Regions from separate parts of the Mus musculus genome. Here all the other regions are linked to region 3. A link is a contact called in public HiChIP or PLAC-seq and promoter capture Hi-C data. All regions are on one chromosome and are shown on one strand. Each heading gives the region's core, a stretch centred on a gene start, on an enhancer-like site or on the middle of the called end of the contact. The rest is flanking DNA. Distances are from core to core; before and after follow the strand shown. Region 1 has its middle 28 kb from the start of Gm25076. Region 2 holds the start of Tesc (tescalcin). Region 3 holds the start of Tbx3 (T-box 3). Region 4 holds the start of Fbxo21 (F-box protein 21). Region 5 has its middle 16 kb from the start of Gm46942. Region 6 overlaps Fbxw8 (F-box and WD-40 domain protein 8).

Region 1 (4,708 bases), core at 776-3,275, 1.4 Mb before region 3:
GGGAGGGAGGGAGGGAGGGAGGGAAGGAAGGAAGGAAGGAAGGAAGGAAGGAAGGAAGGAAGGAAGGGCAGTCATAAATTTAGCACATAGCTCTTCTTCTAGTTGGAAAGCTGGCTCAGAGCCAAGTGTGGTGGTGCCCAGCTATGACCTCGTTTACTTGGGAGTCTGAGGCAGGAGGATTATGAGTCCCAGGCTACGAAGCAAGATTCTGCCTCAAAATAAATAAAACGGCACAGGGCTGCAACCCTGGACCTCAGAGAACTGAGACCAGAGCAGGCAGCCCAGATCTCCTAGAGTGCCTGGCCACACATAGCCCTGAACAGGCCGTTGTGGTCATTGGCGGTCACACACCAGGAGGCCGGGCCCACCCATCTACTCTGAAGCTACCACAAAGGCCTGCAGCCAGAGTTAGACTCCAGACATGCGGGATCCCGAGTCCTCACTTCTAACCACCTCACCGCAAGACAGAAGCAAACTCCCTTTGCACCTAACCAAAGGCCATAAGTAATCAAAGCATCACTTTGATACTGTCAAGCACAGAGGAGGTCACCATGAGGCATCTGCACCACATGACCAGGAGCCCGTGGAGTGTGGGGATGTTTTCATCTTACCTGTGTTTATTCTGCTGCAAGGGAAGGAGTCACATGTGGTTTGAGTTTCTAACTCATTTAAACAGAGAAAGTAGTGAAGGCCGGTCATCCCAGCTATTCCAGAAGCTGAGGCAGGAGGATTGCAAGTTCAAGGTCAGTCTGGGTTACTGAGCATGGATCCTGCTTCAAAACAAAACCTGCAAAAAGGGCTGGGGATATACATCAGTGGGAGAATGCTTGCTCTGGGTTCAGTCTCCAGCGCTGGAGAAACAAAACAGCCACCCCAATTAGAAAAGAAAAGAAAAGAAAAGAAAAGAAAAGAAAAGAAAAGAAAAGAAAAGAAAAAAGGAAAGGAAAGGAAAGGAAAGGAAAGGAAAGGAAAGGAAAGGAAAGGAAAGGAAAGGAAAGAAAAGAAAAGGTAGAAAAACAGACAGGAAGGAAGGAAGGAAGGAAGGAAGGAAGGAAGGAAGGAAGGAAGGAAGGAAGGAAGGAAGGAAGGAAAAGAGAGGAGAGGGCTAGAGAGAGGACAGGTTGGTAGAGAGTCATCTTGTATACAAGAGGGCTTCACTTTGGTTCCCTAGAACCCACGTGAAAGAAGCCAGACATAGTGGTGCCCGCCTGCAATCCCGGCACCGGGGGACAAAGATGGCTGATCGGTGAGACTCACTGGCCATGCACGTTATGGCAAGCTCCGGACAATGAGAGACTCTGCCTCAAAAATCAAGGTGAATGCTAATCCATCACCTGATCCCCCAATGCCAGCAACTGTCCTGTGACTTCTGCATGCACACATCAGAACACATATGTTCTAGTGTGTGCGTGCGCGCGCACACACACACACACACACACACACACACACACTTTTTTTTTTTTTTTGAAAGAGGAAGGTAAGAATCCAAAATAACAAGGAGGGCCGTCTGAATCCTGAACGCCGCTGCCAGCCCTGAACTTGGGCTCCTGGCTGCAGTGTCTCCACTGGCTTCAGTCCTGGGGAAGCCTGTTTTCTCTTCTCAAGGCACATGGATTTCCTGGAGGCCCCTGTGTGCTGGGCGCCGTGCCAGGCTCCTTTGCTTTTTTCCCAAAAGAACCCCGGGGGCGTGTCCTCGCACTGTGGTTCCACTTCTGTCCGGTGCTCCTCCCCCAGTTCCACCGTGGCCATAAAGTGGGTAGAGCTCCCAGCTGCGAGCAGGGGTAGGGGCAACAGTTCTCCCCTCTGCTCTGAAGTGTGATGGGAGGGGAGTCCCCGCTGGGACAACATTTACTTTGTACCACTGCCAGGAGAGAGGGAGAGGGGGTGGGGGGGTGGGGCTCACGAGCGAGCATACCCAATTCCAAAATATTTCTGACAAAACCTGGCACTTCTGGTTCTAATTAAAACCCTGAACTTTGGAACAAATTTCATCCCACAGCCCTCCTCGCCGGGAAAGGGGGTGCAGCGGAGACTTCGCTTCATAACCACAACAAAAATAGCTTCTCCTGAGGAAGGCGCCCGGTACTAACAAGGCCACTTTTGTTTTACTCCCCTGCCATCTGTCTGGGGATGCCAGGGGCTGGCTCTGCTCCTGACTCCTTTGGCAGAGAGGGGACAGGAGCCGGGTGGCGCTGTGGACAGCTTCTCAGCCTCTTGGCAGAGGGGGGCCATGCATCTCCACCTTCAGATAGCCGGAAATCCAGGCCAGATGGAAACGTCACCAATCCCCTCTGTTTCTGAGACCAGCGCGCAAGAAGTGTGGTTCCAGCAGGTGGAGAAAGATCTTAAGCTTGCAAACTGCTCTAGCCCAGTGGTTCCCAATGCTGCGACCCTATAATACAGTTCCTCATGTTGGGGCGACCCCCCCACCAACCATCAAATTATTTTCGTTGTCACTGGATAATTTTGCTACTTTGATGGATCATAGTGTAAATATTTTTGGAGATAGAGGTTAGCCAAAGGGATTGCGCAACCCACAGGCCTAGAACCACTGGTCCACTCTAACATGGAGGGGAATAAATTCTCTAGGATATCTTTGGGATTTTATCCCACTCCCTCCCTCCGCCCCCACCAAACACAGGGGAGGCTTAGATGTTGGGCGAATCTCTTGTGCACCGTATACAGGTTGTCTTTGTATGAAGCATCCCATCTCTCAGCGTTTTGCAAGCATCTTATCCATGGCCTTCTGATTGGATTAATAAAGAGATGAACGGCCTATGGCAGAGCAGGAAAGAATAGGCGGGGCTTCTGGGGAGAGTTGGGAACTCTGGGAAAGTCTGAGCGCGGACAGTTATCAGTCAGACATCATTCACCAACCAGATTCCGGGAAGGAGCAAGTGTGGAGAATGTAGATTAGTAGAAACGGGACATTTAAGTATAAGAGCTAGTTAGGAACAAGCCTAAGCCAAGGCAAGGCTTTCATAATTATTAAAAAGTGTCTCCCTGTCGTTACTCTGCTGCTGGCGCCTCAGAGACAGTCCTGCTATACTTGGACTGTATAAGCGGAGTTGAGACTGCTGTCTGAGGTTTGCAGCGGGGTGTTGAGGCACTCTGAGGTTCTGCAGATGTAAGGGCTGACACTTGCCCATTGTCTCTGCCAGCATCAGAGTGTGACAGGACAGGGCTGGCTTGAAGAGCCCTGAGGTCAAGTGCTCACGCTGGTGGGACCAGAACCCTCCCTGCTATACCAAGGTGCATTTGTTGGTTGGAGAACACTTGGGATTGTTCCTTGGCTGGGCACATCTGAGCAAGCCACTGTCTCATGGCACATCCAGCTATTCATATTTCTTACTTTAAAAGCATAAGTATATATATGTGTGTGTGTATGTGTGTGTTTGTATGTATACATATACACATACACATACATATACATCTTTAGGATTTTATCCCATCAACCCCCTCCACCCTATGTGTATAAATGTATATAAGTACATATATGTGTACATATATATACTTATCTACATGTATGCTTATATATAATATACACACGTACGCTTATATGTAATATATACATACATGCATGTTTATATATAATATATACACAAATATACAATATATACTTATATATATACATATGTATACTTATATAATCTATATACATATATGTGTACATATATGTGTGCACACATGTGCATGGGTATGCACATGTGGAGGACAGAGTCTGACATGTCTCCCTGTATCATTTTCCATCTTATGTTGGAATGTGAGCAGGGAGGATGGCCCAGGAAGATGCAGTGTTGGGCCCTAGTGGGACATGTTCAGGTTTGGGGACGCTCCTCCATGTCTGGATTATTGAGGGTGCGTGCTTCTTCTTGCTTCTTCTTATTTTACTTTCTCTGGGCCCATCTGCCTGCCCCATGGGCAGAGTCTCCAGAGATGCAGGGCCCTTGGCCTTGGACCTCACAGTCTGCAAATAAAAGCAGATTTCTTATTTGTATAACTTACACAGCCTGTGGTATTCTGGTTCAGCAAGACATAACACTAAGGCAGAGGTCCTCAGTAATCACTCGGTAGAGCTAGAGCAAACAGTTACACTCACCGGGTCTGAACCAGTGGTTCTCAACCTGTGGGGCGTGACCCCTTAGGGAGTCAAATGACCCTTTCACAGGGGTCGCCTAAGACCAGCAGGAAAGCATAAATATTTACATTATGACTCACAACAGTAGCAAAATTACAGCTACGAAGTCGCAACAAAAACAATCTTATGGTTGGGGGTGTCACCACGCCATGAGGAGCTGTATTAAAGGGTTGCAGCATCAGGAAGGTTGAGAACCACTGCTCTAAATTCTCCATCGGGCAGTCTGTTGGGCTCAGAAGGCAGACAAGAAAAGAATGTCAAGGGCTGAGTGTGTGGCTCAGGATTAGGGAGATTGCCTAGCCTGGGTTACACTCTAGGTTTGATCTCCGGCATAAGAGAGAGAGGTTGTGGCCATGTGGGGATGGAGATTCTAGCCCTCCATATACTTTTGTTACAGCAAGGGTCTAGACCTTTCTCTCTCTCTCTCTCTCTCTCTCTCTCTCTCTCTCTCTCTCTCTCTCTCTCTCTCTCTCTCTCACACACACACACACACACACACACTCAAAGGAGAACATGGGGTGGATTTAGAATATTCCAGGTAGGAGAATCCGGGCCACGAGAGCATCTTGA
Region 2 (4,394 bases), core at 1-2,500, 1.6 Mb before region 3:
GACTCCTCGCAGCCCCCCGGGGGGAGGGGCGGGCTCTCCTTGGCAACCACACCCCAGCCTGGTGAAAATAGACACTTGATAAGGCCTCTCCGAGGAGGCCTACACAGAGATCCCAGAGGAAGAGGGGGGCTCGGTAGAAGGATCGAGCACCAAGGGAAGGCACTGTCAGCTTGGAGTGCGGGTGTGTCTGGGGTTGCTGGCGATGGGGGAGGGGGTCTTCCCCGGCCTGGAGAATGCAGATCCTCTGTAGACAGAAAACTTAGTTGCAGGAAGACATAGATCATGGCATATTTTAGAAACCCCAACATCCCGGGACCTGGGGAGCCCTTTCCTGCCCTCCACCCCACAGAGATCTGTCTGGGTTTTTAGAATTCTTGGAGACCTGAGGCGGTCCAGCCTACTCAGCAGCGATGCCCCACAGCTAAGCTTCCCTTGCTTCTCGGGTGGGAGCAGTTTCCGTGAACTCTGGGCAGCTGCAGGGAGGACGGGGGATCTTCAGGGAGGATCTCCAGGGGCAGACTCAGCTCCCCGGAGGCTCAGAGTGGGTGATAATCGGGGTTTCAGTGGTGGGGCCGGTTCTTCTGGCTCTGCCGAGACCCCTGGGTTGGCTAGAGTGGGCTCCTGAGAACGCCAGTTCCAAGGATGCGCACCCACGGCCGTGACTGGCGAGGTGAAAGATCGTGGGGATCCCAGCACTTCCAGCCAGAACAGACTCTTGGCAGCTAAACCGGACGTCACTAAGCAGAGCAGGGCATGGCGGGCTCCCAGGGCAGCCTTGAGGTTGAATGTTTCCCTCCCGGAGCACCAGCCCCTTCCTCATCAATTGAACAGGATTCCATGGTAACCCGGCGCCTTTCTCCCTCTGCGCCCTACGGTGAGCATCTCACCGCAACCCTATTTGGAGATGGAGAGATGGTGGTTAGACCAGCAGCAGGACTGGCCAGTCAGGACCTCCTATCTCATCAGGATCCCCGGGACTCATCGGTCTCACCTTCTCTACTCAGTCCACGCCTGTCACCTGCGATGCGCGCTCCTCTGGGCGCCCACCTAGGTGCAGGGCGCGGGGGAGGGGATCTTTCACACTGGGCACACTCGCGTGCCCTCCTCTGTCCCAGCGCCGAGGCTCCGCCGCTGGACCCCGCAGAGTGGGCGGAGGGATGCGGGTCGCGCTGCCCGCAAGCTCATCCCGCGGGGCTGCGGCAGGGGCAGAACCACGTCGTGTCCTCCCCCCACCCCCATTCCCGCCCCCGCGGCCGCGAGGGAAGCGGGCGAGCGCTAGGACCGCGCCGCTCCGCCTCCCGCCGCTATAAGAGGCCGCTCGAGCCCCACGCGGAACCGGCTCCGCGCCGCTGTCCCCGCGTCCCCACCCGGCTCCAACGCAGCGCAGCCCAGGCAGTCCCCGGCCTGCGTGGGGCGCCCGGGGCCCCGCGGCGCACCATGGGCGCTGCCCACTCGGCGTCCGAGGAGGTGCGGGAGCTCGAGGGCAAGACCGGCTGTGAGTACCACACCGTGGCCGGGAACCCTCGTTGGCGGGGACCATCGCCTGCATGCCCCCGCTTCGCGCCACCGTGCTGTGTGACCTTGGGCTAGTGGCTTGCCCTCTCTGTGCCCCGTTCTCGGGCTGCTTCTGATGGGTTCCCGCCAGCCGCCGTGCGGGCGACGCCGCTGGGAGGGGTTGGCAGCGACTCGGGCCTGGGGTAAGGGTGGCCCGAGAGGCGACTTGACCCAAGCCTCACCCGACCAGGGCGGAGCCCGGCAGGTAGCCGTGGCTTTGAGGGCCGGCGCCCCGGCAGCTCGGGAGAGCGCCGAGCGCGCGCTGCACCTGCAAGTCTGCGGCTGGGGAGCGGGGAGGAAAGTTTGGAAGTGGCGGGACCGGGAGGAGCCGCGCGGTCCGCGGTGACCTTAGGCGGGGGTCACCCTGCCGCCTCCCCGTGCGTCCCCACCCCCCGGCTGCAGGCTCGGGCACCGAGCCCAGCGTCCTCCAGGCTGGCCCGCACTCCCGGGACCGCAGAGGCCGGGCGGGGCGCGCCTGGGGGAAGCGCCCGTCCGCCCCGCGCTTGACCCTGGGCTCAGAAGCGACCAGGGGACCCGGACTTGCACGAGGGTGGGCAGGCGCGTGGACTCAACCTGTTTCGGTGGTGGGACAGAGCGGGTTGTGAGTTCTGCCAGGACTGTGTGACCTTGGACCAGTCAGTTCCCGTCTCAGTTTGCCTCCTCTGAGGAATGGGAGACTGGCGCACCCCCAGGGTTCCTGCGGCAGGAGGTTGCGGCTGAGTTGAGAGCACCCAGTCAGCCCCCCTCACCCCCCCAGAGGGGGACTGGGCTGGCACTCGCCTCCCCAGAGCCCGGTGAAGTCATAGAAAGTCCCCAGCTGCTGAGCGTCTACACCGCGCACACAGTATGCGAAGTGTGCAGCGGATCCGCGAGAGTCGTTTACACGACCCACTAAGGGCGCGCGCCATCGAGCCAGTCCCGGTGAGGGTCGACTGTGAGTGCGCTGCCTGGAGTGTGCGCACGGCGTGCAAGGGGAACCGCGTGCGAGCGGGAGTGTGGGCGCACTGTGTGCAAACCGGGAGTGTGTGCACGCACTGTGTGAAAGTCGAGAGTGTATGCACACTGTGTGTGAGACAAGCAGGTGTGTGTGCACAGTGTGTGAAAGTCTAGAGTGTGCGGGCACTTTGTGAAAACCAGGAGTGTATACACACTGTGTGCGAGGCAAGCAGGTATGTTTGCACACCGTATTGAAGGCAAACTGAAGTGTGTGCACTTCAATCAAACTGAAGCGTGGTTGTGTGTGCACACTGTGGGCACTGCAGTTTGAAGCACGGTTTCACTTTGGGGCTCGGGCTGCTCTGATCGGGGACACTCCCTGCCTCAGTCTCCCCAGTTCTGGGACTGCAGGGCAGCACCCTCCCCCACTTTTGTATTTTCTCTCTGAATTCATTTTGCTGACTACAAACCAAAAGTTTCATAAACCTGCCCCCGCCCGCCTCCTCCCAGGCCCACGTGATGGAGGACAGCAGGAGTCCCCGCCCACTTTGACTCGGTTTGACCCATTGCCAGTTGCTGTCCCAGATGGTGTGGGGAGAGCTGGGATTCCGGGTGCAGGTTGGGTCCCCACCGGAGCAGCACCCAGGGCCTTCTGGGGAAATTCCTGCGGGCTGTGGGTTTGACAGTGACGGGCTGCAGAGCATGCTGGGAGCCTTGTCAGTTTCCTGGGCCCAGCCTCCCACGGTGACAGATGCTCAGGCTCAGTGGCTGCCTGGAGGTGGCTGGGGTGGCTTCTTCACTTGCTGCCTGTGCTCAGAATTCAATTCTAAAGGGAGCTGGGCGGGGGGGGGGGGGGGGGGAACGACGGGACCCAAGGTTATGCCACCCCCACCCCTGGGGTCCCACAGGCCCTGAAGGTGCTGGTCTAGTCTGGGCACTTACACCCGTTTGGCAGATCCTTAGAGTTTTTGAGGATTTTAGAGGATGTGGAGGTGACCCAGAGAGGCCAACATTCCCACACAGGATGCACAGGACACAGATCCACCCCACCAGTCTTAGGTTTCCAGGAACAAGCAACAGGGGGAGAGGATGGGAAGAGGTAAGCAGGTAACTAAGGAGCCAGTCATGTGACAGTGACCAGAACATCGGAGTGGCAGGTGCCATGGCCCTGTGGCAGGAGGCAGTTGATCACCTCAGTGAGGTTGGCCGATGGATGACATAGCAGTCCTCCAGGCTCAGGCTGCACTGCAGCCCCAACTTCAGGGGTCCCCTGTGCTCCCCGTGCCTCAGTTTTCCCTCCTGTCAGATGGACATAGCAATAGAACTACATTGAACTAGGTCTTGGTCCCTGTATCCCTGCTGTGTGTGTGACCTTCAGTAGGTCACTGCCTCTCTGGACCTCAGTGCTCCACCTGGGTGTCGCCGCCTCTGAACAATTGTGTGGAGGAGATATTAGCCAGGAAGGCTCCGGACGTGGCGTGGGGTTGGACAGGGCTGTGGTATGAGAACTTATACATGTCCAGGGGAACACCACTGCACTTGGGCTTGCCTATACCAACACTGAGAACTTCACACAATACACAGTAGGTGTGTCTTCACCCACATCTTCCAGAAAGGAGATAAGGCTGTTTCCTCTCCTGAGGGAAACTGAGGCTCGGAAAGAGACAGCATCTTGCCTTCAGCACCACAGCCAGGAGTGGAGGGTTGAGAGATGGAGGATTCCCCACCACACACTGTGACCTCTGGGGCAGGAACCACTGCCCATGATGCATTGCTCTTCTTTTGCTCACCCCAGGACCTTTGCACAAGCCTTTCTGCTGCTGCTACACTCTGCACCATCTTGATTCATGTTTGTTCTTTATATGGGAGACTCTTCCTGTCACCTCCTCCTGGGTTAAAATTTC
Region 3 (4,264 bases), core at 571-3,070:
AGGGGGAAAATCTAGGCGCAAATGGTCCACACGGAAACATTGAAAGCTTAATCTCTAGGCCCGGAAACCCAGCCTCCTTTCTGTTCCCTTTCCAAGCAAAGGTCTTGTCCCAGGAAAACTAAAAATTCTGCTAAGTTGCCCTCCATTTAAACTGGAATGTCCCAGTTCGCCTTTACCCACAAACAAGGACTGCAGGTTTGCGAGGGGAGTCCTACAGGGTCACCCAACCAAAGTCTGATCGATCAGTTGGCCTTCCTCCCCACCCTAGGATGAGCGGAGACCTTAGTCTCCCGACATCTGGGGTAAATGGGGGTGGGAGACGTTTCACGGTTTGTTTTACAAATTCGCCCCCGACGTCTGCCACGATAAGTCCCCAGGATAGAGCAGGAGCGGAGGCACCCAGAGATAAGTGTGATGCCTGAGGAAGATACGAGGCTGGTGCACCTCCCCCCGAGCAGCTCTCCAAGCCCAGAGCGGCAGCTCCCTACCGAGCTGGCCCGGAGGTGAGGGCAAAGGCTCTCAGGAGACAGGCCCGCAGTTCCAGGCGCTCACTTGTTTCAGCTGCTTCGTTCTCTCTACACCCACACCCCCATCCGGGTGGAACACTGGTGTCGTCATCCGAATGGAAGAGGAGCTGGGCTCAAAAGGGTCAGTAAATACATTTTTTAAAAAAAAAAGGAGCGAGCCGAGCGTAGACTGGGCCAGGCGCGCAGGCCTTGAATGCATTTGCGTGGTTTATTTTTCCGCGTGGGGGCTCGGTCTCAGTATGTCGGCGCGCGTTCGGGCCCAGAATCCCAAGGGGCATTTGGGTCTCTGCACGTGGCTGCGGGTGGGGAGCAGGCAGCGGGCAGAAAGATTGGTGGGATCCCCTGCGCTAGTGGCTCGGGAATCCGAAGCACCCGGGCGCAGGAGCTAGAGGATCTGACTCAGAGGTGGCTGGGCGGTTCCATGTGGGGCTCCCTTCAGAGCTACGCGAGCCTGGAGCTTTTGTTAAGGCTTATTGGCCGAAAGAGAGGTTCGGCGGCCAGCTCGGCTAGCCCGGGGCCCGGGAAAGGGAAGAAGCTGCAGATCCGCACAAGAGAAGCGGCCGCGGGCTTGAACTGTAGCGCTCGGAGCGCGCGAGAGGCGAGCGCCCCTGCCCGGCGCCTCGGAAGCCGGGCAAGCTGCCTGGCTCCCGCCCTCGCTCCCTCCCCCTTCCTCCCTGGCCCAGCCTCCTCCCCGGATCCCCCGGCTTGGATGGCTGAGGCCTTTCAGACGTAGGCTGAGCTGAGGAGCCGCGGCGAGCTCTCAGGCTGCTGCGAACTCTCTTCTGGATCAGCCACCTAGAGGCGACTTTGGTGAGCGCGCGGCGCCCTGGTGGCTCCCCGCCCTCCCCTCTGATCATGTTGACATAAACGCAGGACAGGCCGTAGTACCGCGCGGCGCAGCGACGTTCCAGTTTCCGACACCTTCTTTTTATAACTCGGCTCTATTCCCCCAGCACTCGACCTGTGAAAACCACGCCTATGCAGCCACACAATTGGTCCGAAAGCGTCAAAGAGCCAATCAACAAGCCTCGGGCTCCCGCAGCCCACAGCGCTGCCGGACCGTCCAGAGCCGCCGAGCAGACGCCCGGGGAATTCTAGAGGCGGAGGAGGGTGGCGAGGTGCTCGCTCGCTCTCTTTCTCTCTTTCTCTCCCTCCCTCTACTTGCCTACTCCAGCTCCCAATCACTCCGTTCTCTTCCTTCTTTCCTATTTTTTTTTTTTTGCACCCGTCTTCTTGATCCTCCCTCGCCCTGCGTGCCCGGACGCTGATTTTTTTTTAATTTATTATTTTTAGGAAAGCGATTTCGCTCACGTTTTTTTAGCACAAGGAAGACAGCCGGCTCCCCGAGGCAGAAGATCGCAGGCACCATTCGCTCGCCACCCAGACTCTGCGCGCAGCCCGGAGCCAGAGAGGAGGATCGCGAACCGAAGCCAGCTTCGCAGTTCTAGTTTTGAAAGCGCCGCTGGAAAGGGGCTTAAATCGCTTTTTTTTTTTTTTTTTTTTTAAAGGAGAGACTTTTCCTCCCCCCCTTGATCTCGCTGCCTGTGAAAGCCAGAGTCTAGCTCAACTAAGACGCCTCCTGCGAGAAAGCCAGAGAAGAGCTAGGGGGCGGGGGAAGGAGTCGAAAAAAAGGTTAAAAAAAAAAGTCTCCGAGAACCTTGCGCTTTGGCAACAAAGAGCGTGGGAGCCGGGGAGCCACCCCGGGAAAGGGCTGCAGTGTCTATTTCCAGCTAAGCCACAGGGCTTGGGCGCCAGTCGAGCCCCTGCTTGCTGCTTGCCCTACTGAAACCGACTTCCAGGAGCGGCTTTTCCAACACACTCCACGCACCAGGACAGCCCCTGCAGCGGCTATGTCTCCAGATCTGCTGCCGCTTTGTCCTCTTTAAAAGCGGCGTTCTCTTCCCCCCAAAGACACTTTCCCCCTCCCTTTCAAACGCTTTATTTGTAATTTGCCCTCTTTTTTATTTTAAACAAAACTATGCGTCGCTGTTGAATTTTTTAATTATTATTTTTGAAAAGCAACAACAAAAGCGGAGCCAAGCCAGCAGCTGCGGACTGGTTCCCTGTCTGGAGTGGATGAGCCTCTCCATGAGAGATCCGGTTATCCCTGGGACAAGCATGGCCTATCATCCCTTCCTACCTCACCGGGCGCCGGACTTCGCCATGAGCGCGGTACTGGGCCACCAGCCGCCTTTCTTCCCCGCGCTAACGCTGCCTCCCAACGGCGCCGCGGCGCTCTCGCTCCCCGGAGCTCTGGCCAAGCCCATCATGGATCAGTTAGTGGGGGCTGCTGAGACCGGCATCCCTTTCTCATCCCTGGGACCCCAGGCACATCTGAGGCCTCTGAAGACCATGGAACCCGAAGAAGACGTAGAAGATGACCCTAAGGTGCACCTGGAGGCCAAGGAACTTTGGGACCAGTTTCACAAGCGGGGTACAGAGATGGTCATCACGAAGTCAGGAAGGTAAGTAAGTAATCAGTGGGGGACCCCTCCCCCCAAACCATCTGAAAAATTTCACATCTCTTTTGTCTGACTCTTAAAACAGTAGATTCTGGCTGACTGTTGACGTTTGAAACGAAAACTTCCTGTCCCCCCAAATATGCGGAGACTCCAGGGCCCTGCCTTAAGGGTCAGGAAGTTTCAGCCTACCCGGGCCCTCAGTATGGTTCCTAGGGACTCGTATCCGGGGTTCCTTACAAAATACAGGGTGTTTTCCATTGAAGGAGACCGCGCACTCGGCTTCTGCAGCATTCGAGAAAATCACCTTGTTGCAGGAAGCCCGTTTGTGAAGCCATTCTGAAATATTCTTTACGTTTAGTTCTTTCTGTTGGATTTTATTTCCCAGGACAGACCTTAAAGCCCCTCTTAGACAGCAGTGGGAGACCCGGGAGGATTCCGCAGGCCCTTTCTACTCTTCAGCCTTGTCCCTGGGGCTGAAGGGGACCTAAGCCTGATGGTGTGAGACAGAGAAATCAGTGGAAGAGGGGAGGACCTTCGGGTTTCTTTCCCGTTGCCATCTCCGGAGTCTGCAAGCCCAGGGAAACCGTAGCAGGCAATTTTTACAATTAAGGTTATGTGTGTAGACCCAAGGAACCCATGAGACTATGCACCTTGTATTTGAATATTGTTACCACTTTACGTAATGTTTAGTGCCCTTGCCTGACCGAAATAAGTCTATTAAGGACCCCAATGACTAGTGTTTAAAACCACCGATTTAAGAAAAACAAAAACAAAAACAAAACCAGAGGTAGGTAGCATTGAGGTTTATCAAGATACCAGTTGGAAGGGCACGAAAATAAAACCCCACTTTCGGTCTCCTTCCAAGCTACTTGAGGCCAAAGTTTGGCACGGGATCGTTTTCCAAGCCACAAGACATTTAGTCGGGTTTTCATAACCGGGCACTTCCTTTTAAGTCAAAAGTACAGAAAGCCAGCACTTCTGTGAAATTAAACAGCAGTGGCCTACAGAGTAGAGGAATGTGGTTTATAGCTTAAATCACGGATGGGTTACCAGGCCCGGACGCTAGCCTGTCTTAAACCTCGGCTCTGAGAGCTCACTCTAACAGGCACACAGTTCGCCAGCCTCAGTCCATAAGTGAGCATTTATTTCCTCGATAAGTTTTAATGTTTTCTCATCAGCCAGCTGGTGGAAAATCCGCACCTTTATTAACCCTGGGTTCTTAGAACCCTGCTTCCAGTTGTTTCAAACTAAATACATTCAGGAAAGAAGAAGAAG
Region 4 (4,648 bases), core at 2,010-4,509, 1.7 Mb before region 3:
GGGGTCTTCTCATACCAGTTAACTACTTAAGGCAAACCCTTCTCCATCCAAGACATACCACAAGCCAACCTCGTGTAGACACTTCTTTACAGAGACTCCCCTCGCTAGTGACTCTAGGCCGTGATTACTTTGACAGTAAAAGCTAACTGTCACACAGTCCATGGGTGATGATTATGAAGACTCTGCCACATGCAAGGTCTCTGCCAAGAAAGTAAGAATCCTAAAGAGACCCTTCTGGTCCTGAAGGGGCTTCAGACCAGAGGGAAGACACATGCTTAGCAAATGGTTATAAATCAAGAGATTATAGCATTGAAAACACAGGGAAAGAGAGAAGGCAGCAATCAGAAGCCAGGCCAAGCCCAGCAAACAGAACCGGGAGACTTGGCTGAATGTGGATCCTGAGCAATGGGATGCACCTGGGAGGATACCAGTGGGAGGAAGGAGACGGCAGCTATCTGGGACCCATTTGGACTGGAGGGGGAGAGAATGACGTAAGCCATGGACAGGCGACGGCTGTCCCTTTGTAACAATGTTAGAGACTCAGAGTTATTTCTAAGGCCCGATAGAGGGCCAGGGATAGCTTGGCAGGATCTGCTGAGAATTTCCCCAGGTTCTGACCCAGAGCATCTGAATTGAGGGGAGTTCTTTACCATGCCCTTTGTATACAGCTGGTCTTTCTAACCTGACTCAGAATTCACTCTGGAGATTCAAGGACTCTGACTTTATGATATCCATAGTCCCACAGTTCGGGGTCTGATGATGAGCTGAATTGGGTTTTGTTTGCTTGTTTTTTTGTTTTTGTTTTTGTTTTCCTGAAGGATGGGGATTGCCAACCAGGCAAAGGTGCTTGATGCTAAGCCTGGTGACCTGAGGTCTGTGCCCGGAACCTGTGTGATCGAAGCAGAGAACAGACTCCTGCAAGTTGCCCCCCTATGTCTATATTCACACCACGCACACAGGAGTGTGGAGAGCTTTGAGGGCCACTTGGCAGGAATCTGACATTGGCCAAGGACAAGGAAATGGGCTTCAGGCAGGAATCTGACATTAAGCCATGACAAGGAAGTAAGCACAGGCAGGAATCTAATTTTAGGGTAGAACAAAGAAGTAGGCTTCAGGCAAGAATCTGATTTTGGGCTAGGACAGGGAAGTAGGCTCAGAAATCTTGGTCACCCTTAGAAAAACAGTGGTCAAAGGAGTGATCACAGGACTTTGTTTATTGCCTTTGGGGATGGGGGTGGGGGGCGGAGACAGGGTTTCTCTGTGTAGCCCTGGCTGTCCTGGAACTCACTCGGTAGACCAGACTGGCTTCAAACTCAGAAATCCGCCTGCCTCTGTCTCCCAAGTGCTGGGATTAAAGCAAGGACAGTGCTTGTTCCTTGACTATTTGTGTTTATTGTACTGCTTGACCTTGTTACTTGCATGGAATTAGAATGGTATAAAAGCAGATTGGGAAAAAAATAAACCCACCTCAGCCTCAGAACTGGCTGGGGTCATGCTACAATGTTGTCTGTCCTTTTTCTTTTTAATCCTCACTCCTTCGCTGGAGAACCTGTTGACGGACTGAGCTGGCTTGGTCACGTGAGCACACAAAATAAATTAAAATGTAAATAAAAGCTCATCTAAAGATGAGACCCAAGCGAGATTCTCCTCTGACCTTCAATCACACGCACACACATATGCACACACATGCAGGCATACGTGCTCTCATTTACACACACATACACACACATATACACACATGTGCACACACATGCATTAAGAAAATAAAGCAGCCGGGCGGTGGTGGCGAATGCCTTTAATCCCAGCACTTGGGAGGCAGAGGCAGGTGGATTTCTGAGTTCGAGACCAGCCTGGTCTACCAAGTGAGTTTCAGGACAGCCAGAGCATATGGTAATTGTTGTATTGCCAGAGAGGGCATATATGTCCCCCAAATCATGAAGGATTGTTGAGTGGAAGACAATTAAAAGCAGACACCATGAACACCTCTAAAATCACACTCAGCATTTTGGGAGGCAGAGTCAAAGGGATCAGCGGCTTGAAGGAGCCCAGTCACACAGAGGAGAGCTCCCCACGATACTTCGACCTGCTTCAAATCAGGACATAGATTCAGGGGTTACTACTATTCTCCACACCATCATAGAGCTAGAAATAGGGGTCCCCAAAAACAAATAGTATGCTTGCCTCAGTACCCAGTGGAGAGTGAGTCACCCGTGGAGAAGGCCAAATCACTTCCAGGAAGTGCTTGGTATAAGATAGCCATTTTCAACAGCTTAATTTTGGGACTATGGCATGGCTGTAAAGTGCATGGCTAACCGGCACCAAGCCCTGGGTTTCACCCCCGCACTACCACCTCTGAAGTACATCTTGGTGGTGTATGCCTTTAATACAAGCTATGGGAGGTAAAGGCAGGGGGGCCAGAAACTCAAGGTCCTTCTCCAATACATAATTCAAGACCAGAGTGGACTACATCAGACTCTGTCTCAAATTGCTTTTGAGATCGGATCTTAATATAGATAGCCCAACTTTTGATCTGCGTGCCTCGGTCTCCTGAGAGCTGGGAATTAGGAAGTAAGCCACCATAGTCATTTTTAACTTTTAGTTATTGTCTATGTGGACTCATGTCCCATCGAGAAGGTGAAGGCCAAAGGGCAATTTTGTTTTGTTTTGTTTTGTTTTTCGAGACAGGGTTTCTCTGTGTAGCCCTGGCTGTCCTGAAACTCACTCTGTAGACCAGGCTGGCCTCGAACTTGGAAACCCACCTGCTTCTGCCTCCCAAGTGCTGGGATTAAAGGCGTGCGCCACCACTGCCCGGGCAACCTCGATATATTTATTTTCGAGACAGGGTTTCTCTGTGTATCTCTGGCTGTCATGGAACTCGCTCTATAGCTGAGGCTAGCCTCGAACTCTGAGATCTGCCTACTTCCACCTCCTAAATGCGGAGATCAAAGGTGCCACCGCCTCCCCGAATTTGCGTGTCATCCTAGGCGCAGCATCCATGCAAATCTCTGCATCGTTCCAGTTTTAGTATCTGCGCTGCCGAAGACGAGCACCCAGCTATCATTTTTAAAAATGCCCCTGGGAGAATCAGGACGCGAAAGGACCATTTATCTCTGCAGCAGCAGCCAGCTCTCGCCTCTGGCTCTTCCCAGTCCTCCAAGCGGAGTGGGCGGGACCCCCTGGCGTGGGCGGGGCGTTCCCAGCCACTCCCCCTGAGGGCGTGGTACGGCTTCTTAGGCTCCTATCGCGCGCGCGCCCGCCCGCACAGCGGCCCCCTCAGGTACGCGGACAAGATGGCGTCGGTAGCGGGGGACAGCGCTATGGAGGTGGTGCCGGCGCTGGCCGAGGAGGCCGCGGCTGAGGCGACGGGCCCCAGCTGCCTGGTGCAGCTGCCGGGCGAGGTGCTGGAGTACATCCTGTGCAGCGGCTCGCTCACGGCGCTGGACATCGGCCGCGTGTCCAGCACCTGCCGCCGCCTGCGCGAGGTGTGCCAGAGCAGCGGGCAGGTGTGGAAGGAGCAGTTCCGGGTGAGGTGAGCGAGCATCCCGTTCCCGGGACCCGCAGAGCCCCTCGGCGCCGGGCCTCGCGTGGGGCCCCACCCCGCCACCCTCCGGGCCTCCGGGCCGCGCGCCGCCCTCTTCCCGCGGCCGCAGACAAAGGCCTGCCTGCAGCCCGGGGGGCCCCCTCCGGAGCTCCGATGGGGTCGCGGCAGCCGCCCGAGGCCGGGGCCTCCGGAGCGCTCCGCCCCGGGGGGCTGCGGCCTTCACGCGCCTCCCGGCTGCAGGAGGAGGCGCATCTTTTGTGGCCGCTGCAGGATGTTGACGTGCAGGCAAAGCAGCGGTGCGTGCATTCCTGGCTAGCTCCTTAGGATGCCGGCATCGGACCTGCCAGTCCAGCTCGTGACCTTGGGGGTGGAGGGGGTGATGTCGGTCCACCTCCCTTCTCCAGAGCCTGGGTCTCCTGGTCGGTGATGAGACCCCCCCTCCTTTTTTTTTTTTTCCCATTATGGGGAATCAAATAAGATGAGGCCCGGGTTTGCAGGGCCTGATGCTGAGGGAGGCGCGCCATCCACGAGAACCGTTAGCATCACTGTGATTGTGGCCAGCGCAGAGATTGGGGGGCGGAGGGGGGGCGGCGGCTACTGGTGGTAGAAACGCTGCCTTTCGTGTCGCCACGCCAAGGTCACTGCATCTGAGTAGTGAGGGAATGCATTGCATACGCTATGATTATTGCAACTAGAGCCTCTGCCAAGTCCACCCCCCCCCCCTTGCCCGCAGACTCCTCCGTGGTTTTTTGCAGTCTCTGCGGAGCTGAGAAAGGGTGTTTTCTCTCCCCCCCCCCCCCTTATAGGTGGCCCTCCCTGATGAAGCACTACAGCCCCACCGACTACGTCAATTGGTTAGAGGAATATAAAGTTCGGCAGAAAGCTGGGTTAGAAGCCCGGAAGATTGTAGCTTCCTTCTCCAAGCGGTTCTTTTCAGAGCACGTAAGCATCAGGCTTGGTCATGCTCTGTGTGTGTGTGTGTGTGTGTGTGTGTGTGTGTGTATGTGTGTTCGTGCGCGCACGCGCTCGTTCGTGTGTGCCTGCCATAGCTTTTCAGCTCTTGTTCCTATTTCCCTTTTCACTGCTCACACAGCCCTTTGCTTGCAT
Region 5 (4,285 bases), core at 1,379-3,878, 1.3 Mb before region 3:
TATTGAGAAAGAGCTTAAGACTTTCCAATCTTGCTGGGCAGTGGTGGCACACGCCTTTAATCCCAGCACTTGGGAGGCAGAGGCATGCGGATTTCTGAGTTCGAGGCCAGCCTGGTGTATAGAGTGAGTTCCAGGACAGCCAGGGCTACACAGAGAAACCCTGTCTCAAAAAAACAAAACAAAACAAACAAACAAAAACAACCCAAAAACCCCAAAACAAAAAAGACTATCCAATCTTAGGTTTGTTCAGAGAAAAAGGACTAGATGTGTGGAGGTGGCTCTCCGGAGCAGCCTTCTCAGAGCCTTTAATTCAGATGGTGGATCTTAGAAGAATTATTGACCATGAGGTTAACCTCCTCAGCTTTCATAATGAAGTGCCACGCTGGTGGGGGAGGGGAGAGAGATGCCAGAAACAATGGTATTTCACCACTTCATAGTCATGGGGACCCCAAGTATGAAATACAAGTGCTGAAGAGGTGCTGGCCCCTCTGAGTCTGTACCTCATCCTGTCTTCCTGCCTCTTCCTCAGCTTTGTTGTGGAATTCTGAGCAGAGACTTTGAGAGAATCTAGAAAGGACAGATGCAGAGAAAAGCTGGAGTCGGGCAGGCTGTGCTCACTCTGATGGACTCCCACTACCTACTGTAAGCAGCCAGGGTCTTCAGCTTTCTTATTATGTGCAGCACAGGGGGAGGTGTTTATAGGCGTCTCAGCTGTGCATGTCTGGGAGGAAGAAGCTGCAGTTGCCAGGTTTTTGTGCACACTGGTCTCCTGTTTGCACTCAGACCTTTAAGAAAGGTTTTGCTATGTCTTTGTGCTTTGCCCAAGGAAGGCTTTGTAGCTCCCTATGCAACTTAGCACCTAACAGCTCTTCATGTTCACCGAATTGTGAAGCTCTCCTTGATCAGCAACATGGGAGATCATGATGTAACAGTTTGCTGAATGAGTGAACAGATAGATAGATTCAAAGAATGGACGGGGTGGGTGGATTCAATGTGTGGATTAATGAATGTGTAGATGAGTGGACAGACAGATTCCGTAGGTAAATGGGTGGGTGGATGGATGGGTAGATGGATGGATAGATGGATGGATGGACAAACATTCAATGAATAGATGGATGAATGAGTGGATAGACAAAATCAGTGAGTGGATAGGTGGGTAAATGGAAAAATGGAGAAACTGATAGATGGATAAATAGATGGGTGGTGAAATTCAATGGATAGATCAATGAATGGATAGATGATGGGTGGATCATAGATGGATGGATAGATCAATAGATGGGTGGATCAATAGATGGATGGGTAGATCAATAGATGGATGGATTAATAGATGGATGAGTAGATGGATGAATGGATAGATGGATGGATAGATCAATGGATAGATGGGTAGATGGATGGATAAATCAATGGATGTTTGATGGATGGATGGATAGATTAATGGATGGATAGATGGAAGGATGGATAGATCAGCAGAAGGATAGATGGTTGGGTGGATGGATGGATGGATGGATGGATGGATGGATGGATGGATGGATGATGGATGATGGATCAATAGATTGATTGATGGATGGATGAATGGATAAATAGGTCAATAGATCAATGGATGGATGGATCAATGGATGGATGGATGGATGGATGAATGGATAGATGAATGGTAGATGAATGAATGGATGGATCAGTGGATAGGTACATGGGAGAGAGCAGATGGATAGAAATACCGATGTATGCACATGCAGGTAGAAATCGGCTGATGGGTACCATGTTGATCATTGCTCAGCCTCAAGGACAAGCAAGCTTCCAAAGACTTCATTCACATTGTCACTTCCTGATTTCTAGGACATTCTCCACTCCCCTTTCCAGTTGGTGCTGATTTGCCTGGTAAATTTCCATTCTGCTTCTGCTGATTGTTTCGGAGAGTGGTGATGCCAAATCTCACTAGGTCTAGGGTTCCCCTCAGTAAGGGATGAAAATGGCTTTGTGGTGGAAGGAGTCAGTCCATCTATCTTCCTGCAGACTGTGCACTTCGTGGCTGGGAATGTCTGGGGGCAGTTCGGCATCCTTCTGGCTCTGCAGGGAATGGCAGCTCTGGTCTTGTTCCAAAGCAGAAGAAACCATTTGCACGGGGGTAGGGATGGGGGTTGGGGGGGGGGAGCAGCTTTGCATTCACTGCCTAAGTATGTTGTCCCTGCTCTCAACGACCTCCACTTCAGAGCTGTGCTGCTCTCCCCAGGAAGAGCATCTCACAGCTCCTTGAGGAGTCCTGGTTTTCCCTGGCCCCCACCTTTTGTTGCCCTTGGGCTTCCCTGGAAACGGGGCCAGCTTCTCAATCAGTCTCAGAGGGAGCCACCTGCGCTACCCCCCACCGCTAGACCTAGCGGGGCAGCAGGATGCTATTAGCTGGCCAGCCTGCTGCAGCCCAGTTCTCTAGACCAGAAAGGCCTTAGCACCCAGCACTGCAGATGCCCCTCCCTCTCCCCCAGGTATCAGTCCTTAGGAGGCTAAACTCAGGAGTTTGCTGGATGCTTGCGCAGAGATTCGGTTTCCCGCCGCCTCTGCCATGCTCTCCATGGGGCGCTGAGCAAGAGCAGACAAGCTGCGAGACAGCTATTAATAACCCCACTTCACAGAAGAAAAGGGGAGGCTGGGCCCCACCTCCAGTCTCACTCCTGATTAGGCAGCCGAAGCGGCAGAGCCCAGGTGCCTGCCCAGGCCTTCCTGCACATTCACAGGGCCCTTCCGTGGACCCTCAGTGGTGCTCCGTTTTGTTAGTTAGTTAGTTTGTTTTTTGTTTTTTGTTTTTTCTCTAGCAGCAATTCCTGAGGCCCAGGAGATGGCTCAGTAGATAAAGATCTTGCTGTACAGACTGGAGAGCCAGAGTTTGGATCCTTAAATGTCTTGTGCGAGCCAGGCCAGGGTACCGGCTTCTGTACTCTCGGCGCTTGGGAGGAAGAGACTTCCGGTTTCCAGCCCAAGCAGGCCGGCTGGACTAGCTGAATCGAGACTCCCAGTTTAGAGAGAACTTACATCAAAAATATGACGGACAACGATCAAGGAGCACAATCAACGTCAACCTTGCTCTTCGACTTGCATGTGTTCACAGGTGCAAAGGCAACCAACACCCCACCCCCTCCTAGGCACCCCCAGAATATGCGTACCGATATACCACATGTACACCCACATGCAGAAGAGGGGAACAAATAAAAATTATGATTCGTACAACTCAGACCTGCTCCATCAGGTGCCTTTGGGTTGGGACAGAGAAACAGGGTCTACCTGTCCAGTCACATGTCCCTGCCATTGGCTTTTTATATAGATATGCACCAACCTCGTGTATCGTCCAACACATCGTGTCTCTTTAAGACCAGCATCTCCATGTGTGGCGCTGAAATGAAGGGGCCTGTGGAAACTCCACTGGAAGCAACAGCCCCTACCACGGGATGATAAAAAGGTTGCTTTAACTGAAATAGAATTGTAAACAGTGGCCAGATTTAAGCACGGAGCCTCTCATATGTCAGAACCTTAGAGCAGGGGATTGTCTATGTAGGCAGCGCGTATATAAATATATGTATAATTTATGCAATATTTCTCCTATTTGCGCTCTCTACTTAAGCTATCCATTAAAGCCCATCACATTAATTTAATTGAAAAATTCTGGGGGAATTGTATTAGTTTTTTTTCCCATTAAATTAACATTACAGCCTTTAAATAGATGTCCTGCGTGCCCATTGTTGCTAACAAAATTATTATGCAAATTGAAGTCTGGCCTTTCTGGATTTGGCCACCAGCCTCTCCTCCCCCCACCCCAACCCCCTTCCTTGACCGCTTTGATTTGATTACCCTTAGCCCCAAGTGCCAGCCTGGGGACTTGGAAGGGAAAGCCTGGTAGTAAGCAGGCCCATGGGGGCTCTGGGTCTGGGCCTCAGCCAGCAGGGCAGCTTGGCTCTGGATTCAAGGCAATCTTGAACACACTCTGGCCTCACCTGTAGAAAAAAGGAAGGGTAGGCACTGCCCCCCAACTCCAACCCCTAAATACCCTCAGTCCTACCAAACACGTACACAAGACCAAATGTACTAATACATAAGGAGCCAGGTTGAGGTTGCAACTCCATGTGCTGCGACAGAATGAGATTTGAGCCTTGAGTGACTCTGGGACCTGGAACAAGTGTCAGAACCTCTGGGAAACAAGGAGGCCTCTGTGCCTGCATGGGAACCTGGAGGAGGGCACGAGGTCAGGAAGGCTAGTGTGATCTGTGTTCGTTTACTTTCCCCTTTGTCCATCCATTCACCC
Region 6 (4,293 bases), core at 390-2,889, 1.6 Mb before region 3:
CTTGGTATTCAAATCTAAAGATCCCACAGAGAAAGGGAGAGAGGGGACCGGTTCCAAGTCCCCAAACCTCCTTGCTCAAGGCTAGCTCTTCTGCTCCCCTGGCTCATGCCAAAATGATGTGTGCTCAAATTAAATACAAATTTGGCAAAGACAGATGAATACTGCCATATCACCAAACCATGTCTGCTTGGTGAACAAGACTGGTGGCAGCCCTGTGCGAAGTCTCCCAAGCTGGCTCAGCTTCCCGTGGCATCCTGGAGCCAAGCTCCCAATCTACACTGGCGTCCATGGACCCCCTCAAAGGCTCCTCCTGACTCTAGGTGAGACAACTGTGTAGGATGAATGCTTTCTGCCATGCAGACTGTAGCGTACCACTGCTGTTCACTTAGCTGTTAGGCCAGAAAGGAAGCAGGAGCTCACAGGGTGAGCCTGCCACGTAAGCAGGAAGGAGGTTGGGACCATGGTAAGAACAAACTCTGGCCCTGAAGTCACCTCAGTGTTTGCACGTGCTGCTGTGTTGTGTTGTGTTAGAAGCTGGGGGTGGAAAGATGGCTCAGCAGTTGAGAGCATTTACTGCTTCTTACGAATGCCTGGAATTAAGATTACCAGCTCATAACACTTACAACTCCTGCTCCAGGGAATCCAACCTCTCATGAGCACATACCCAAACACAAAAAGTAAAAGAAGGAGAGGAGGAATAGGAAGAGGAGGAGGAAGTAGAGGAGAAGGAAGAGAAAAAGGAGAAGGAAAAGGTGGAAGAGGACAAAAGAGAGGAGGAAGAAGAGAAAAAGAAGAGAAGAAAAAAGAGGAGGAGGGGAGGAAGAGGAGGAGGAGGTAGAGGAGGAGGAGGAGGAGTGGGGCTGGAACCCAGGGTCTCATGTCCACTAAGGGAATGTTCTATTAAGCTATAGCCTCAGCCCAGCAATTGGATTGAGTCACAACTTAGCTTGGAAAAACAGGAAAGTCAATTCACCACTCTGAGGTGCTCTTGACTTCTTGGGGCATGAAGGAAATTGTAGTCCCGTCTCAGGGGGCTGTTGGAAGCTTCATGAACAGAAGCCCTGGGCATCGTCACTCTAGTCCATGTCAGACCAGGGTCCTCTGAATGCAAACTAATAAGCACAGTAAGCGCTCACCAGCTTCTGAACTTCAAACTCCGAGGCCACATGCCAATGCCCCTCCTCGTTGGGGTACAACATCACAACGTCAAAAGCAGAAGCCGTGGCAACAATGGGCTTTTCTTGGCTCAGCGCAAGGGCTTGTATTCTTGCGTCATGCTCAAAACGAAAGATAGGGAACCTTCCGGTTCTCAGGTCCCAAATGTTAAGGATCCCTAGAAGGAGAAAAGCAGAGAACAACCGTAAAGCTGGTACACACAGACACAGAGCAATCATACAGTTGCTTTTTGGATTACTGTGTGAGGATGACAGTGTATGGCTCTTTGTCTGAGCCTGCACTGCTGTCCTAGTCAGCATTCTGTCTGACATCAGCAGTACTTACACAGGACTACTGGGCAGGCCTTGGGAGACTCCCATGATTTCCTCTATGGCTCGCCCATAAAGCTAGCCCTAGTTCTGACCTCCCTACTGCCAACAGTGGCACGAGTCACTCTTGGTCTCTGTGCATCTCTAACTGAAAGTGCCCAAGTCCAGATTCTTGCTCTGATGTAGCACCCTGCACATACAGTTAGGTGTTGCAAGACTTCCACATGGCTGCAGCAAACAGCCACAGAGCTCTCTTCCATGGAAGGGCTTAAACACGCATGCACTTCTCTAAGAACTATGATCAAATGAGGACAGGCAGGTCACAAAAGGCTCCATGACATGGTCCCCCGGCATATACTTTGGTAACTCTCTCTATTCTGCCTCAGAGGGAGATGATGTGCTACAGAAAATAAACATCTCGGGGGCCACTCATTAAACAGGACCTAGTGTCTCCTCTCCAGAAGGTCTCATCTTGACACGGCCTCTTCCAAGTACTGCTGCTCTGTATCTGTTCCAAGGCATCACAGTGTGGACTGCATGTGTTTTAAAGCATCACACAGTGGGAACTGCTACGCAGAGCCTCTGGTTGCTTAGCACTGCATGCCTCCTCTCACTCTGTGTTCTCCACTGTGAGAAGAGCAGAGTTACCCCATTCCACACAGACAGGACTGGCTAATCAGTAAAGAAAGTCGCCTACATTCTGCCTGGCATGGAAGCTGTTTAACACAATGCACCCTGGCACACTTGGAGTGTTAACTATGGACACAGCTTTCACTTTCAGCTGAGGACTGATGTGACTGGCATCCTTTCCTCAACAGAACTGGATGTAGCAAACACAGCTCAGTACAAAGCGAGCTCCCACAGACTCAAGACACTCAGGGCTCCTCTATCATCACGGCCACTTTCTCTGAACAACCCCCATACTGTTGACCCTCTTCTTCAGTTACGTTCTTATGTGTACGACCAGGCCAGCCAACCGTTGTCAATGGCATTGGTGCAACCACAGTCCCCTAACACCAATTTTGGTGTGCAAGCATTTAGTGCTCTTACGTTTTCTTGAATTAACTGTCCCTTTCTCTCTGCCCTGTTAGTGTTTCTGCTCTGAAGTCCACTTCCCCACTGACCCAGCACTTTGGCTTTGTCTGACTCTTACTAAAACAAGAAGCTTTCTCCATCTGTTTGCTTTGTGTCTCTATCTTTACCCGGGATTCTTGGAGGCAGGTACGGTGACACACACCTGGAACTTCAGTGCTGGGAGGCAGGGCAGCAGCCTGAGGTCAGTCTGAGCAATGCAGCAAGCCCAGGCTGAGCAGTAACCTGCCTCTATGCGTAAGACATAGAGTGGGTTTCTTGGAGAGACCAGGTATTTGGTCTTGTTTTTAAAATACAAATGAAGACTACTAAGATCGTTACATCTCTTTTGTTTGTAATTATGTATGTGCCTGTGTGTACTGACTATACTGAGCTGCCTCTCCAGCCCCACTCCTTATATACCCTTTTCATCCTCCTCCAGACCTAGTTTTTGATTATGTGTTTACTCAATGATGGCTCCTCTGCTGGCTTACTGGCCAAAATTCCCCCTGCAATCACTGGGCAGCTTCTTTAAGACCTTAAGATGCATGCCCAGGTCAGCATAGCCTAGACTCAAGTGACCCACTGACCTTCAATGAGTACAGGGAAGCCACACAGCCATTTCCCCCTCCTGACCTCTGTCCTACTTTTGCAGAAGTGGGAGGGCCAGCATCTTTTAGAGTGCCTTAAGAAGGAGAGACACTTCTGTTTCCCGAGGTAATTATCACCTCTGCTCACCAACGTCACATTCACCAACATCAGAAACCAGAAGCTTTGCTAAGAACACAAGGGAGCAGCTGGGCAGCTGTGACAGTGTCTGCTTAGCCTTCACCCTGTCCCTCCAACCCCAGTCCACACATCAGTAAAGGGGCAGAAAGAGCTTAAGGAAGATTCAGACAGACAGACACCAGACCGAATCATTTCTCAGTGAGCACAGCTCCATCACAGTACATTTTGAGCTGAGAACTGCAGACTTGAAGAGTCAATACCTCTGCTCTTTTATGAGAATGTTCTGGGCTACAGCTGGAGGTTCCTATCCAGAAGGAAAAAGAATCAATAAAGTCCTACACACTGAGCAAGTGCTTCCCGAGCCTTGTGCAGCATCACGGAGCCCTGTTAGCACCATGCTGAGCATGATACAAAGCAGAAAGTTCCTTATTGTTTTCTTATTGATTTCTGAGGGCATGAACAAAGTCACCCATGAAGATTTAACTGTCAACTTGACATAGCCTAGAGTCACCTGAGAAGTGAGTCTCAATTCAGGAACAGCACAGAGGGTGTGATGGGAGCAGGGTGGGGATGTGTTGACTGTCGAGAGGCCCAGCCCATTGTGGGCAGCACCATTCCCTAGCAGGTAGCTCTAGACTGTGTATGAGTGAGTGAGCCAGCACGCAACATCCTCCCTGCTTCAGCTCCTGGGACCGGGAAGTGTAACCCAAATAAGCCTTTTCCTCTCCCCTAAGTTGCTTCTGGCCAGTATTTTGCCCCAGCAACAGAAAGGAAGCCATAAACTTTGTTTGGACCACCCACCCACATACAATCTGTCCATCTGTCTTCACACCCTGGCAAAGAGCAGCTGACCTTTTCAGGCACTGTGTTGAGCTGGTCCACGTTCACCACATGACTATTAAGGGAGATGCCAGCAACAACTGTCAGAACCAAAGCAATTCAGTTCTCAAACATACAATATTTAAAAGAATCTGATGTGGCTTCCAGCATTGGGTGACATATAAAGAGA

What was found. Promoter capture Hi-C pulls out the DNA fragments that hold promoters and counts their contacts. HiChIP or PLAC-seq counts read pairs in DNA pulled down with a chosen protein or histone mark.
Region 1: a promoter capture Hi-C map of liver shows a contact between it and region 3, with 5 times the contacts expected there. The contact joins the enhancer-like site here to the promoter of Tbx3 in region 3. A contact is called at or near these places in 2 of 39 promoter capture datasets (embryonic stem cells and liver), 3 of 115 datasets of contacts at active chromatin or transcription factors (craniofacial prominence, embryonic forebrain and stem cell-derived neural progenitor cells) and 1 of 9 other capture datasets (macrophages).
Region 2: a contact with region 3 is called in a promoter capture Hi-C map of embryonic stem cells. The contact joins the promoter of Tesc here to the promoter of Tbx3 in region 3. A contact is called at or near these places in 4 of 39 promoter capture datasets (embryonic stem cells, pre-B cells and stem cell-derived epiblast-like cells), 7 of 484 Hi-C or Micro-C datasets (all in embryonic stem cells), 3 of 115 datasets of contacts at active chromatin or transcription factors (embryonic stem cells and extraembryonic endoderm stem cells) and 2 of 9 other capture datasets (adipose tissue and embryonic stem cells).
Region 4: an H3K27ac HiChIP or PLAC-seq map of extraembryonic endoderm stem cells shows a contact between it and region 3, with 9 times the contacts expected there. The contact joins the promoter of Fbxo21 here to the promoter of Tbx3 in region 3. A contact is called at or near these places in 5 of 39 promoter capture datasets (the 3T3-L1 cell line, liver, pre-B cells and 1 more), 2 of 115 datasets of contacts at active chromatin or transcription factors (extraembryonic endoderm stem cells and fetal liver) and 1 of 9 other capture datasets (adipose tissue).
Region 5: a promoter capture Hi-C map of hippocampal neurons shows a contact between it and region 3, with 4 times the contacts expected there. The contact joins the enhancer-like site here to the promoter of Tbx3 in region 3. A contact is called at or near these places in 7 of 39 promoter capture datasets (the 3T3-L1 cell line, 3T3-L1-derived adipocytes, embryonic stem cells and 4 more), 4 of 115 datasets of contacts at active chromatin or transcription factors (astrocytes, embryonic forebrain, embryonic stem cells and 1 more) and 3 of 9 other capture datasets (embryonic stem cells, embryonic tail and liver).
Region 6: a promoter capture Hi-C map of 3T3-L1-derived adipocytes shows a contact between it and region 3, with 5 times the contacts expected there. The contact joins the enhancer-like site here to the promoter of Tbx3 in region 3. A contact is called at or near these places in 8 of 39 promoter capture datasets (the 3T3-L1 cell line, 3T3-L1-derived adipocytes, the C10 cell line and 3 more), 2 of 115 datasets of contacts at active chromatin or transcription factors (the NIH/3T3 cell line and fibro-adipogenic progenitors) and 2 of 9 other capture datasets (adipose tissue and liver).

Annotation. Positions count from the first base shown.
Region 1 is chr5:118,292,541-118,297,248 of GRCm38.p6, forward strand. No RefSeq gene overlaps it. Among named protein-coding and RNA genes, the nearest start is that of Gm25076, 28 kb to the left of the region's middle. Within about 2 kb of position 2,026, at least 132 of the 459 cell types and tissues checked have an H3K27ac peak or open chromatin away from gene starts, as enhancers often do. A contact at or near this core is called in craniofacial prominence, embryonic forebrain, liver and 1 more, where this site is marked.
Region 2 is chr5:118,026,493-118,030,886 of GRCm38.p6, forward strand. Tesc (tescalcin) reads left to right here and starts at 1,251. Exons shown (of 8, transcript NM_021344.4): 1 at 1,251-1,495. The coding sequence starts at 1,438.
Region 3 is chr5:119,669,413-119,673,676 of GRCm38.p6, forward strand. Tbx3 (T-box 3) reads left to right here and starts at 1,821. Exons shown (of 8, transcript NM_011535.3): 1 at 1,821-2,992. The coding sequence starts at 2,604. It overlaps Tbx3os1 (T-box 3, opposite strand 1), which reads right to left and starts at 2,096. Exons shown (of 4, transcript NR_166476.1): 1 at 1,839-2,096.
Region 4 is chr5:117,973,511-117,978,158 of GRCm38.p6, forward strand. Fbxo21 (F-box protein 21) reads left to right here and starts at 3,260. Exons shown (of 12, transcript NM_001346588.1): 1 at 3,260-3,529; 2 at 4,348-4,483. The coding sequence starts at 3,291.
Region 5 is chr5:118,341,558-118,345,842 of GRCm38.p6, forward strand. No RefSeq gene overlaps it. Among named protein-coding and RNA genes, the nearest start is that of Gm46942, 16 kb to the right of the region's middle. Within about 2 kb of position 2,629, at least 23 of the 459 cell types and tissues checked have an H3K27ac peak or open chromatin away from gene starts, as enhancers often do. A contact at or near this core is called in hippocampal neurons, where this site is marked.
Region 6 is chr5:118,094,397-118,098,689 of GRCm38.p6, forward strand. Fbxw8 (F-box and WD-40 domain protein 8) reads right to left here. Exons shown (of 11, transcript NM_172721.2): 6 at 1,137-1,333. Among named protein-coding and RNA genes, the nearest start is that of Gm30466, 26 kb to the left of the region's middle. Within about 2 kb of position 1,640, at least 15 of the 459 cell types and tissues checked have an H3K27ac peak or open chromatin away from gene starts, as enhancers often do. A contact at or near this core is called in 3T3-L1-derived adipocytes, where this site is marked.